2 separate regions of the Sorghum bicolor genome follow, and region 1 is linked to region 2. The links are chromatin contacts, called in public HiCAR-type maps. All regions are on one chromosome and are shown on one strand. Each heading gives the region's core, a stretch centred on a gene start, on an enhancer-like site or on the middle of the called end of the contact. The rest is flanking DNA. Distances are from core to core; before and after follow the strand shown.

Region 1 (6,025 bases), core at 68-2,567, 44 kb before region 2:
CTTCTGATTAATCTTCTGCTGCAGGACTTCCTGCTCTTTATCATATCTCTGATTCAGGCATGTTTCCACAACTCATCTCATATCTAAATCTAATTAAATGACTTAATATGAACAACTGACCTTAAGTTTTCAAAGTTAGCCCTGTACATTTAACTGCAGACTACGTACTATCTAAATCACCAATAATGTTCAAGACTCTTGAAAACCAATCATGTTCACAGTTTTTTGGTTGTACCAATTCAATCTACAAGCTAGGGTGCTTATTATTTAATAGTTTGCTCGCCGTTGTGAGTGTGACTGCGAGAGCCGAGAGGATCCAATCTAATTGCGCTGTCAACATTTTGAGGTCGAACCGAATTGTGTTGTTAACAGTATTGTAGCTACATTCATTGCATTTAGTGTTTTTCTAGCATTAAAAAACAAGCTTGAGTTGAGTTATTTTTTATTTGATGGATTTTGAAGAAGGGAAATAGCGCACCTGTCAATTCCAGACAATTTTAATTTCTTGCCACAAATTAATCCAAACATCCCTGCAACCTTAATCAGTATCCATACTACGCCCCCTCAAATCAACATCTCTGCCACTTCCCCTAATCAGTATAGGTGTTGTAACCCTAATTTTTTTTTATTATGGTCCCTAATCAGTATTCTTTTTGCGACCAGATGTTGTGAAAAAAATAGCGACAAGTACTAAAAAAATTACTAGCGCTGAGTCACACTACTGATTACAAAATAAAAAACTAGCAAGTACGAAAGACACTAACAAAATACTGGCAACTACAAGAGTCGGCCTTGTTTAGCTCGTAAAAATTTTGGTTTTTGGCTACTGTAGCACTTTCGTTTTTATTTGACAAACATTGTCCAATCATGGAGTAATTAGGCTCACAAGATTCATCTCACAAATTACAGATAAACTGTGCAATTAGTTTTTATTTTCGTCTATATTTAATGCTTCATGCATGCGACCAAAGATTCGATGTGACAGAAAGTCTTAGAAAAATTTTTGCGAACTAAACAAGGCCTAGTAAAAATCCAAAAACTGGTAACTACTAAAATACAGGCAACTAGCGATCATGTAGCCCTGTATCTTTTACATTTTCCTTTTTTTGTTTTTTGATGTAAAATTTTTTGAAGGAATCAACAGTGACGTGCATGGTCACATGGTCAAAGATAGCCTAAAGCCAGCGGGTAACCGAAATAACCGCCGCTAACTACCCTCGGAGCCGTAGGTGTAGAAGAGCGGCTGGGGACGCTGCCACGTGGGGCACCCGGGCCTCTCTTAAACCGGACCGTTGGGAGTTCCAGGACTCGTCCTCCCCCTCCCTGCACGCCTGGCCTGGGCTGGCCGCCGCCGCCCGTCCACCGTCCTCCGCCGCGCCGCCGCCAAGCCTGGGCCGTCTGCGAGGGCTTCAGATGGCCCTCTGATCCTCGTCTTCTTCACCTCGATCTCCACCATGAAGGTCAATACCAAGGTCAAGCTGGAGGTACGTATATGTACTTCGCCATTCATCATGGTTAAAAAAAGATTTTTTTTTATTAATTCTCTCTATACTATATGTTTGTTTATGTTATTATTATATATAATTTTGATTCATAATGGCACGAGGGCATCATCGTCATCAGAACTAAAAAGATACATAGAAGAATTTTCATTTATCTTTAATATTGTTATTATATTATATATAATATAAACTAGATATATATAAGTTTATATATATATATAGATATAGATATGTAGATGTATAGAGCCAGAGATATTATGAAGGAAAATAGTATCTTGGAAACTAAGTCAAAAGTTATGAGATGAAGTCTTGATTTGCTACATATATCTCTTATAGGTTATTGCAACCGTATATAATGAATTCTCCAACGACAGCACGGATCTCTTATAAATCATCATTATACAATTTGTTTGCAGCCCCCAAAGCAGGCCATGGCGCCGTCGCGGTCCCTGCCGCGGAGCGCCAGCGAGCTCGCCGACCCGCCGTCGCCGTTCAGCTCCAACCCGGCGCACCAGCCGGTGACCGTGCCCAACACGCCCGGGCTGTCGTCGTGCTCGTCGTTCGGCCGCATGCTGTCGTCCCCGCCCAACGACAAGCAGCAGCAGCAGCAGCAGGGCAAGCCCAAGCCGACGGCGGCGGCGGCCGCCGCCGCGTACTACGCGTCGCTGTGGTCGCCCAGGCGCCTCATGCAGCGCGCCGCCCGCGCGTTCCGACGCAGCAGGTCGCGCGGCCGCGTCAGGACGGTCAAGGACCTCGCCGAGGAACGGGCCTCGGTGCTCGCCTCCAGCAGCTGCAAGGTCTCCGACGCGGCGGCGGGGCTGCCGCCTGCATGTGCCGAGGTCGCCTGCGGCAACGGTGCTCGCGGCTGCGCCGTGGGCAGCGTGAAGGATGAGCCGCAGCAGCAGCAGCAGCGCCACGACGATTACCACCACGAGATCGTGCCTGAGAAGATCATACGCGAGGACTCGCCGCCGCCTGCGCCGGTCGTTTCTGAATGGAAGGAGACCGCCGCCGCCGCAACCACGGAAGACGAGGAGGTGGAGACCCCCAAGAAAGGAGCGGCGCCTGCACCGGAACCGGTGCCGGAGCCCGTCGTCGTCGTCGTCGCCGCCGCTGCAGCCGAGGACGACGTGGTGGCGGACAAGTTCGTGACGGTGGTGAAGGAGGCGATCAAGAAGCACGAGGCGGACGAGAAGAAGGAGGCGATGCGGAGGTTCCAGGGCAGCCGGGTGAAGACGGCGATGGAGGCGCGGCCGGAGTCGGAGCAGCCGCGTCGCCGGGAGGTGGTGCGGAGCAACGACGTCATTGAGGAGGCGCGCACCAAGCTGCTGGAGAAGCGCCAGTGCAGCAGGGTCAAGGCGCTCGTCGGCGCCTTCGAGACCGTCATGGACACCAAGAAGGACGCCGCCGTCGTCGCCGCCGGCAAGCCGCTGCACCAGTTCCGGAAGTCGGCCTAAAACCACCATGCAAGCTAGCCACCGCGACGGCGACGTCCGCATGCATCATATCGATCCTCCACCACGCTTCGTGTCGATCTTCGCCTTAATTATTAATTACTATTATAAAATCCTGGCCAGCCCGTCGCCGCATGCATGCACGGCGCTAATTAATCCCTATTTACTACTAATTAACTCCGGTTAATTCGTGGCAAACCATGTATATAGCGTCATGGCGTTCTCCATCTACACAGGAGGAGGGAAAATGGGGGGAGACCGATGTTGCCTTCTGCAGAAATTCTTCTTATATAATTATATAATTCATCGGTTTTATTCCTCCCTAGATACATGAGTGTTTTAATTTGGTAGAATTTGTTCATTGTGATGAGATTCGGAACGTTTGAACCAACATACTATTGCATCGGCGATGCATGCACCTAGCTAGTTTGGTTGTGCGTACGAGAGAGCGCTTCATGCGTCTATGCTTTTTCTCTCACACTACCCTCTTAACAAGAGCTTTTCCTCTCACTAACCTCTTGCTACCATGAATGGTAACAAGAGACCACCAGGATTCACAAAGAATCATATTCTCATTACCCTCTTAACAAGAGCTTCTCCTCTCACTAACCTCTTACCACCATGAATGGTAACAAGAGAGAAGGATGGACAAATAATCATATATCATACTCTCTCTGGATCTCGGATAACATAAATATATATAGGAGGCATCCCAAGAAAAGAAACACATATAGGAAACAAACAAATAGTTCTACCTCATCCAGAGGAGAGAAACACAGTTCTACTTGCACATATCAACCTCATCTGGAGAAGGGAAAGGTTACCTGCATAGATTAATCTCATTTCGATAAGGGAACGCTCCATTGAATATATTCATTCCGAATACATTCTTTCACAGGTTCGATCTTTTCTTGCTTTTAAGCTATTGAAAGTCCAAAAAAAACCCCAACAAAGTAAACATATACTGGTTATGTATGTTGGCAGGGGGCGGAGCCAGGGGTCCAGCAGGAGTGTATGTGCCCTTATTGATGTATTCTAGTCAATAAATAACACAAAATATTTTGATTTGTCTAAACTCTGCCTATCATATTTGATCTAGTGACTGATTCAGCTGATTGCATGATTGTGTATTCAGAAAATCATAAGCCGAGGGCCTTGTTTAGATGTGAAAATTTTTTGAATTTCACTACTGTAGCACTTTCGTTTGTGTGTGGTAAATATTGTCCAATCATAGACTAATTTTTCAAAATAAAATTTTCGCGAACAAACAAGGCCCCACAAAATTCAAAAACTTTTTAAGATTCTCATCACATAAAATATTGCGACATGCATCAAACATTAAATATAAATAAAAAATAACTAATTGTATCGTTTACATATAATTTGTGAGATAAATCTTTTAAGTATAATTAATCTATGGAGAAAAAAATAATTATTAAATATAAATGAAAGTGCTGTCGTATTAAAATCTAAAAGCTTTTTGATTTAAACGAGGGCTATTTGTGGTCAATGGCTCCCTCTCTCTCGGAACTCTGGAACGCTTGTCCAAACATGCGGCCGCCGGCCTGGCGGAGACACGCTGATGCTGCTCCTTCATAGTTTAGCTAGTACTGTGCTCCTTCATGTTGATGTGCTCCTTCATAGTGTAGCTAGTACTGTGCAAGTCATGCTGACGCAGTGCTTCATGCTGCTACTACTGTATACTGTACCATCATAGTACATACATGCAGTGTAATGTATGGACTACGGACCAAGGAGCTGGAGATGGTCACAGGGTTCATTAGAGCACTGATGAGCGAGAGGCAACATGGACAACCAGATTTTTCAATTTCTCCCAGTAATATGGGATTCTTCTAGTGTTTTAGCATTTAAAATTTAGTAAAAACTTTTCCTAGTAAATGACTCCTAGTGAGGATTCCCTAGTGCTTGACTAGTAGTAGTGTTTTATTACTAACTAAAAACACTAGGAGAACTCCACCATTTTGGTAGTGATGCATATGGTCATGGAACACCCAATGGCATGCAGCACCTTGGAATTCTATTCTGCTCATCATTTCTCCAGTTCTCCTTGTTGGATGCTGATTGCTGATGGTATATATGCTGATATGCATCTGTATTCTGTGGATGCAGTTGTTGGAGTGTATATAGTAGGTGCTGTGCTGCCTTGTACAGTACTGGATATACGTGCAGTATAGTACTGGATATACGTGCAGTGTAGTACTTCCTATATTTAGACCTTGTTTAGTTGCACCTAAAAACTAAAAACTTTTTCAAAATTATCTGTCACAACGAATTTTACGGCATATGTATAAAACATTAAATATAGATTAAAAAAATAACTAATTATACACTTTTGCCTGTAATTTACGAGATAAATCTTCGAACATAGTTAGTTCATAATTAACTAATAATTACTAAATATAAACGAAAGTGGTGGAGTATCCAAATTTAAAAAAATTATAGATCTAAACAATGCGTTAAAGCAAACGTCTAAGATTTGGTAGAACAGTACTCGGTTTGGTATAGCCGTGGTACGCTGGGGAAGCGTTCAATCAAAAGATCTCAGAGCATGTGTAGACTAGTGATCCTATACAATACAGATATGGAGCACTACAGTACAGTACATGCCATCTCTCTCAAACAGCACGCAGTAGTAGTACTTTGGAGACAGTTTCCCCAGGCTTTGCGTCTTGGCTGACCGACCCGTCACCCTCCGGAGTTCATCGCAACCGGACAAGGGCTACGCAACGAACCCGTCAGCACAAGGGAAGGACGACGCATGCGAGCCCCGTCAGTTTCCTTGCTCATCATTGGATGCCAAACTGCCACAGGCGTCCACAGTAGCCCGTTATGTTTAGGCCTTGTTTACTTCTACCTAAAACCGAAAATTTTTCAAGATTTTCCATCACATCAAATCTTTAGACGTATGTATAAAGTATTAAATATAGACGAAAATAAAAACTAATTACACAGTTTGGTCGGAATTGACGAGACGAATCTTTTGAGCCTAGTTAGTCCACGGTTGGACAATAATTATCGCAAACAAACAAAAGTGTTACAGTGTCGCGA
Region 2 (6,424 bases), core at 1,926-4,425:
CAGACCCTTGCACTGAAGGAAATATTTAGTAACATTTGTAGGTACCTCATTAGTGACAACATCCCACAGTCCATCACTAGCAAGGATGAGGAATTCGAGGGAGCTGTCGACCACCTCCTCCTGATTGCAATAGCAAAAGTCGTTTTCAGATGGCTAAGGGGGGAACTTGATGTATGACATTGCTTATGATGGAATCTCCATTTATTAGCACTCATTACAAATTCACCATACTTCCTCAAACCATGATATGTTTGGAAAACCATTGAGACAATCCATGATAAAACAGAAGTGCATGACAAACCTTGATTTCAGGGTCAGCGACAACATACTGCTTCAAGAGTTTATCACCAAATGCTCGAGAGACAGCGAGAACACCACCCACTCGCCATGTCCCTGCAAATTTCGAATAAATCAAACAGTAGAAATAACAGTAATTCCACATAATATGATAGATGGTTTCTTTTTATGGATAGATTCAGAGGAATCAATACCAGCCCACATAACAAAGCCCCCTGCATCCTCAATTCTTTGTCTCTCATCTGTCTGATCAGGTTTGTGATCTCTTGAAACCGCAATCGCTGCAGGGCAAGACGGGGAAGACATAAAAAAAATGTATTGAATATAAGTGGAACACGATTAGCTTGAAATCCTGATGTTCTGCTTATCCATTCGTCATGGGGAAATACTCGTCCAGGAAAATACACAGCATACAATAATTTGAAAGCTTCTGATACAAGTTGAAGTATAAGAGCAGACACTAAGATATGTCATGTTACCGATGATAAACTTACCCTGTCCTCCTTTACAAATAACAGCTCTAGAATCTCCAACATTTGCAACAAGCAAACGGTCACCTACAATGATAGCTGTTGAGGCAGTTGAGCCAGCATCTCGAGTTTGACTGCTGTCAGCTTTAAGAAATTCTGAATCTGTCTGGTTGTAAGTTTCGGCTGCAGCAAAATAATAGAAGGATATCAGGATCACCATATCGCAATCACTCAGTGTACAAGTCGAAAGTCCACTATAGTTAATATGAACACACCAATAGCAGCCTTGGTATCAGTGATGAACTTTGGGTGTTTGATTAAATTGCTGAAAAGATGCTGCTTAACATATTCAGCTGCTCTGACTCCTCCATGACCTACAACAGAAACAGAAAACCATGCTCACCTTACAACTCAAAATATCAACTTCATCAGGGAGTGCTGCCATTAGGAGAACCAACGGAATTGGTATCACTTCAGAGGTCACTATGCAGTACATACCATCATATACACCGAACATTCCAACTTTCTCTCCGTCAACGTCGTCTATCCTTGCCTCATAAAAGTCCTCCATCGATGCTCTTTTCCCAGGAGAACTCGCAACTCCATAACTGAACCGCCCATTTTCACTATTACTGCAAGGGGGAATGTTGTGTCAAACAAGTGTGATTTCGGACTTATATGACATTGCACGCTATGCATACCAGAGAGAAATTCAGTACAAGGAATTTCATATGACATCAATAATACACTGATTGAGCTGATAGGAAGTTTGCATGCTCTATAATCCAAAAAAAAACATCTAACTCCCATAACAGAAACTTTTTATTTCTGTTTTAATTAGCTTGGAATACCATTTAACACGTTAGCATAACAAGTTATGTTATAGAAAACAAACATAATCTTGTCAACCATTGACTACCAAATCAAATATAGACAGACTTTCAGACAAACACATGTAGCTAGTCAGAACTTGTTAGTATTCAAAGAGCATGGATGCGAGGAACGTCTTATTTGCAAAAGGCCACATTCAGTGACCCAATACATCGGCACGGCCGATATGGTTAATTAGCATATCAAAACATGGAAAATCCTGAATAAAAAAATAAAAAGTTACGAGGTCTAGTTAGTGGAGCTTTAGGCCTTGTTTAGTTCACAAAAATTTTCAAGATTCTCCGTCACATCGAATCTTTAGTCGCATGCATGGAGCATTAAATATAGACAAAAATAAAAACTAACTGCACAGTTTACCTGTAATTTGTGAGATGAATCTTTTGAGCCTAGTTACTCCGTAATTGGACAATGTTTGTCAAATAAAAACGAAATGCTACAGTACCAAAAACAAAAAATTTTGCCAACTAAACGAGGCCTTAGATAAGCATGCACGACCCAAATCGTAATAGATCCTGAGGCTTAGGCACACGAACATAAAAAGTGGAAGAAAAAATGATAGTCCTCAAATCCAATTATGAGAAGAGGCAGAAGAAAGGTCCCGAACGATCTGATCCCAGGGCAAGCAAGTAACCCGCCATCGTTGGACCCTCGTATCGTAATCAACATGATCAAACAAGTGAACACAAATAAGGTAGGTTACAGTAACAATTGGGTAGATCTAAGTGAGAGGCTGGGCCGGTCGCGCTCGAGTCCGGTGTCCCGAAATCCACAGCCACAGCATCGTCAGACAAGCCAGGGAGAGGGTGGTACAGTAGTATAACTCGTCCCCGCTGCCCACGGATCTCGGCTCCGACCGAGGCGCCATAGCCTCCTGAAAAAGGTAGGCTAGGCTCTCGTTGCCCACGGCGAAGTCAACCAGATAGATGGGGGGCGAAAGCGAAAGCAGGAGGAGGAGCGAGAGGGGATGGAAAAATTAACCTGAGGTGTTGGGCGGTGTCCGCCGACCCGTCCCCGGCGAGCCCCATGCGCGCCACCTCCGCGCCGCCCTCCCGGCCCTGGCAGCACCAGCAGGAGGAGGGCCCCGCGAGCAGGAGGAGCACCACCAGCGAGAGCGAGAGGCGCGCGGATGGAGGTGCCGGTGCCGGTGGTGGTGGTGGTCCCCACGGCCCCTCCTCGCGCATGAAAAGAGGCGCACAGGGTGGGAGGGGAGGTGGGAGGGAAACGGATGGACGCGAGGAGAGGGAGGTGTGCAAGGGAAGGGAAGGGAAGCCGAAGCGAAGGGAAAGGAAGAGAGCTGCTCGCTCGCTCGCTTTGAGGAAGGAAAGCAGAGGAGTGGACGAGAACGGTCGGCGAGGCGGATGACGTGGCGGGAGGCGCCGCGACTGGACGGACCGGGACCCGGACCCGGTCAACGCCCCCGGCCCCCGGGCGAGCTCTTCTTCGCCGCCTGTCCTGTCGCTCACGGTCGTCGTCGGGGTGCTGCCTTGTTGCGCTTGCTCCATCACTCACCTTCCGTCGCAGGGTCAGATTCATTTCTTTTTAGATTTTTCGTCACATTAAATCTTACAAAACATACACAAAACAATATTATATATATAAATATAAAAGATAACTAATTACAATGTAATTTAAAAAACAAATCTTGTAAGTATAGTAGTCAAACTCAAAAGGTTTTGGATGTATAAATAAGGTCTCACCATACGTCCAGAACGTCACGTCTCTCATGCACGCACGGAGGACGAGTAGACGGAGGACGTCGTGGTTTCCATGCAACATCCCGCGCGCGCCGCTCCATTGCCATTGGATCTCGCTCCCGCGCTCCAGGCCGGCCGGCGAGGCAATGTCATGATGATGAGGGCGGTGCCCTCGAGATGCGCACGCACGCGTCGTGGACATGTGTGTGGGCAGCGTGGGCGACGACGGCCGTGACGCGGGTATATACCAGGATCGCGCGTCAACTGCAGTTGCTACACAAGTTCGAGGGGGAAAAAAAAATGGGCGGACACAACAGTAGGCAAAGGCCTTGTTTAGTTCGCAAAATTTTTCAAGATTCCCCGTCAAATCAAATCTTGCGGCACATACATGGAGCATTAAATATAGATGAAAACAAAAACTATTTGCACAGTTCATCTGTAAACCGCGAGATGAATCTTTTGAGTCTAGTTACTCTATAATTGGACAATGTTTGTCAAATAAAAACGAAAGTGCTACAGTGCCGTTTTTCACCATTTTTTGCGAACTGAACAAGGCCAAAGCTTATAACGAACTTGGGACTTGTTTAGTTCACCGTGAAAACCAAAAAGTTTTCAAGATTCCTCGTCACATCAAATCTTGTGGCACATACATGAAACATTAAATATAGATGAAAACAAAAAACTAATTACACAGTTTAGCTGTAAATCACGATACGAATCTTTTGATCCTAGTTAGTCCATGATTAGATAATATTTGTCACAAACAAACGAATATGCTGCAGTATCGAAAACTTTTTACTTTTCGGCCTTTGAACAGATGATGGCTGCCATTTTCGTGCTCGTCCTGAGACCGTCCATGGCACATGCATGCACGGGATGTGGGAGTCCTCTGCGTCGTCAGTCGTCAGTCGTCACGTGCATGCAGAGCATTGCTGGGCCCATGCAGAGGAATAGGTTCTTTCGGCAGAAAAGGATGGAAAGAGAAAGAACATCAGGCAGGCACACGATGCGGGTAAGAATTCGCTTCTGATCCGATCGATTCTGAATTATAGAATACGATGAAGATCTTTTATAAGATAATATAAATAAATATCAGCCTGTTCGCTTGAGCTTATCGATCGAATCTGCTCAGCAGCATGTTCGTTTGAGCTTATCGATCGAATCTGCTCAGCAGTGTTTTTCTCTCACAACAAATCAAACAAACAGTTATTTTTGACATGGCTTATCAGCCAAACGAACAAGGTTACAATAATTCTTGATAAAGAAAAAGGACTTGTTAGTTGATACTCCTTTTCCTTTTTTTTAAGTGTCATATTTGGTTTGTTCTAAGTCTAACATGTGTATCTTTGACCACTGATTTTTTAAAAAAACGTTATATAATTTTATTTAATAAGTTTTATATTTTTAGATTTATTATGAGAAATACTATCATAATATATAATTCATATGTTGTAAAACTGTAAAGATTTTTTAAAAATGGTTGATCAAATATTGCAATGTTTGACGAGTAGCTCTATGGTTGTTTCATAAAATCTATGCTAAATTTGAATCCGGGGACGTCTTTGTTATTACTTATCCACTAGTAAATGATCATTTCTGAATTGTGAGTGCATACCCTATTTACTGTTAAATGTGTCTATGTGAATCCTATGACATGAACTCAAAGTGCAAGATTATTGTGCACCGCTCCCTGTTCACTGTTTACACCTGTTTTGGTTTCCTTTGCTAAATTTTAGCTAACTAAAATTATTTTAGCTACTCTTGGATGACTAATGAAACTAAGGCTCTGTTTAGTTTTTCTTGCTAAATTTTAACTAGCTAAATTTTAGTCACTTTAGTAGCTAAAGTTTCAAACACATTGACTAAAAAGAGATAAAATAGTTTAGTTCCATTAGTCACAAAAAGTAGATAAAATAATTTTAGCTAGTTAAAATTTAGCAAGGAAAACCAAACAGACTCTAAACTATTTTAGCTCTTTTTAGTCAATGTGTTTGGAACTTTAGAACAAGCTAAATTTTAGCAAGGGGAACCAAACAGGATCTAAATCTGTGCATGCATAATAATGGCTAATTTGCTAGAGATTTATACAGTAGTTTTATTGAGGACCTGTTATACAGTAGCTAAAATTATATATCAGCCTTACTAAATTTTAGCTAGTTAAAATTATTTTAGCTACTCTTGCGTAACTAATGGAACTAAATTTGGGACGGAAACGAAAAGACGTAACGGATGTCAGAGCATCTCCAACAACTTGGTAAAATTCACTTGTCAAATCTTGAGTTATAGCAAGTTGCTAATTTGTTTAGCAAAAGAAAAAAAGATGTGTCTCCAATAATTTGCTATTCTCACTTGGTAAAAATAGAGGATGACAGGTGGGACCCGCTCACTTGGTAAAAGAATATGTGTCTCTAACAAATTGCGCTCGGGATAGCAACTTGGGATAACAACTTGACAAATCTCGGCAGTAGAAACCTCTGGATAGCAACTTGGGAAATTTAGCAAGTTGAGATAAGAAGTTGTTGGAGGAGGATTTTTATGCTTTTAGCAAATTTGGTAGGATAGCATATTGAAATATCTTGGAGATGCTCTATCTGCCAGCTTGCGCTATATTCTCCGGTGTACGCGTATGCCATGCACATTGATCAGCACTTGTCCAGGAGGACCGTCCATCCATGACCACACGACCTGTTGTGTTGCGCTCTGTACTGTACCACACTACACAGTACGTCTGTACCGCACACCTCCTTGGGTCCTGTATCTCTTTGGCACAAAGGGCTTTTTTTTTTCTTGATTGAGAAACAAAAGGTGTGATGATGTCTTTTACCAAAAACAGAAGTTTGTTCCTCGAGAAAACAAAGAACAAGAAAAAAGGGCCGGGAATCTTATTTAGAAAAAGTCTACTTTTCCTCCTTTAATTTTCACGAAAGTCCGTTTTTCTTTCCTCAACTCTAGAACCGGGCAAATCACCTTTCTCAACTTTTTAAACCGTATATTTTATCTCACTAAAGCAAAACCGCCTTTGAAATCACTTCAGAAAGATAAAATGAACGGTTTGAAAAGTCGAGAGAGGTT

What was found. HiCAR-type assays count read pairs that join an accessible place to other places.
Region 1: a contact with region 2 is called in a HiCAR-type map of leaf, with 3 times the contacts expected there. The contact joins the promoter of LOC8074638 here to the promoter of LOC8074636 in region 2. A contact is called at or near these places in 1 of 4 Hi-C or Micro-C datasets (leaf mesophyll) and 1 of 1 datasets of contacts at active chromatin or transcription factors (leaf).

What each region holds. Positions count from the first base shown.
Region 1 is chr4:3,429,529-3,435,553 of Sorghum_bicolor_NCBIv3, reverse strand. It overlaps LOC8074638, which reads left to right and starts at 1,317. Exons shown (of 2, transcript XM_002453257.2): 1 at 1,317-1,484; 2 at 1,919-3,281. The coding sequence starts at 1,455. The coding sequence ends at 2,959.
Region 2 is chr4:3,387,453-3,393,876 of Sorghum_bicolor_NCBIv3, reverse strand. LOC8074636 (probable protein phosphatase 2C 45) reads right to left here and starts at 3,175. Exons shown (of 8, transcript XM_002451504.2): 1 at 2,637-3,175; 2 at 1,266-1,399; 3 at 1,043-1,141; 4 at 792-950; 5 at 492-578; 6 at 302-393; 7 at 46-120. The coding sequence starts at 3,160.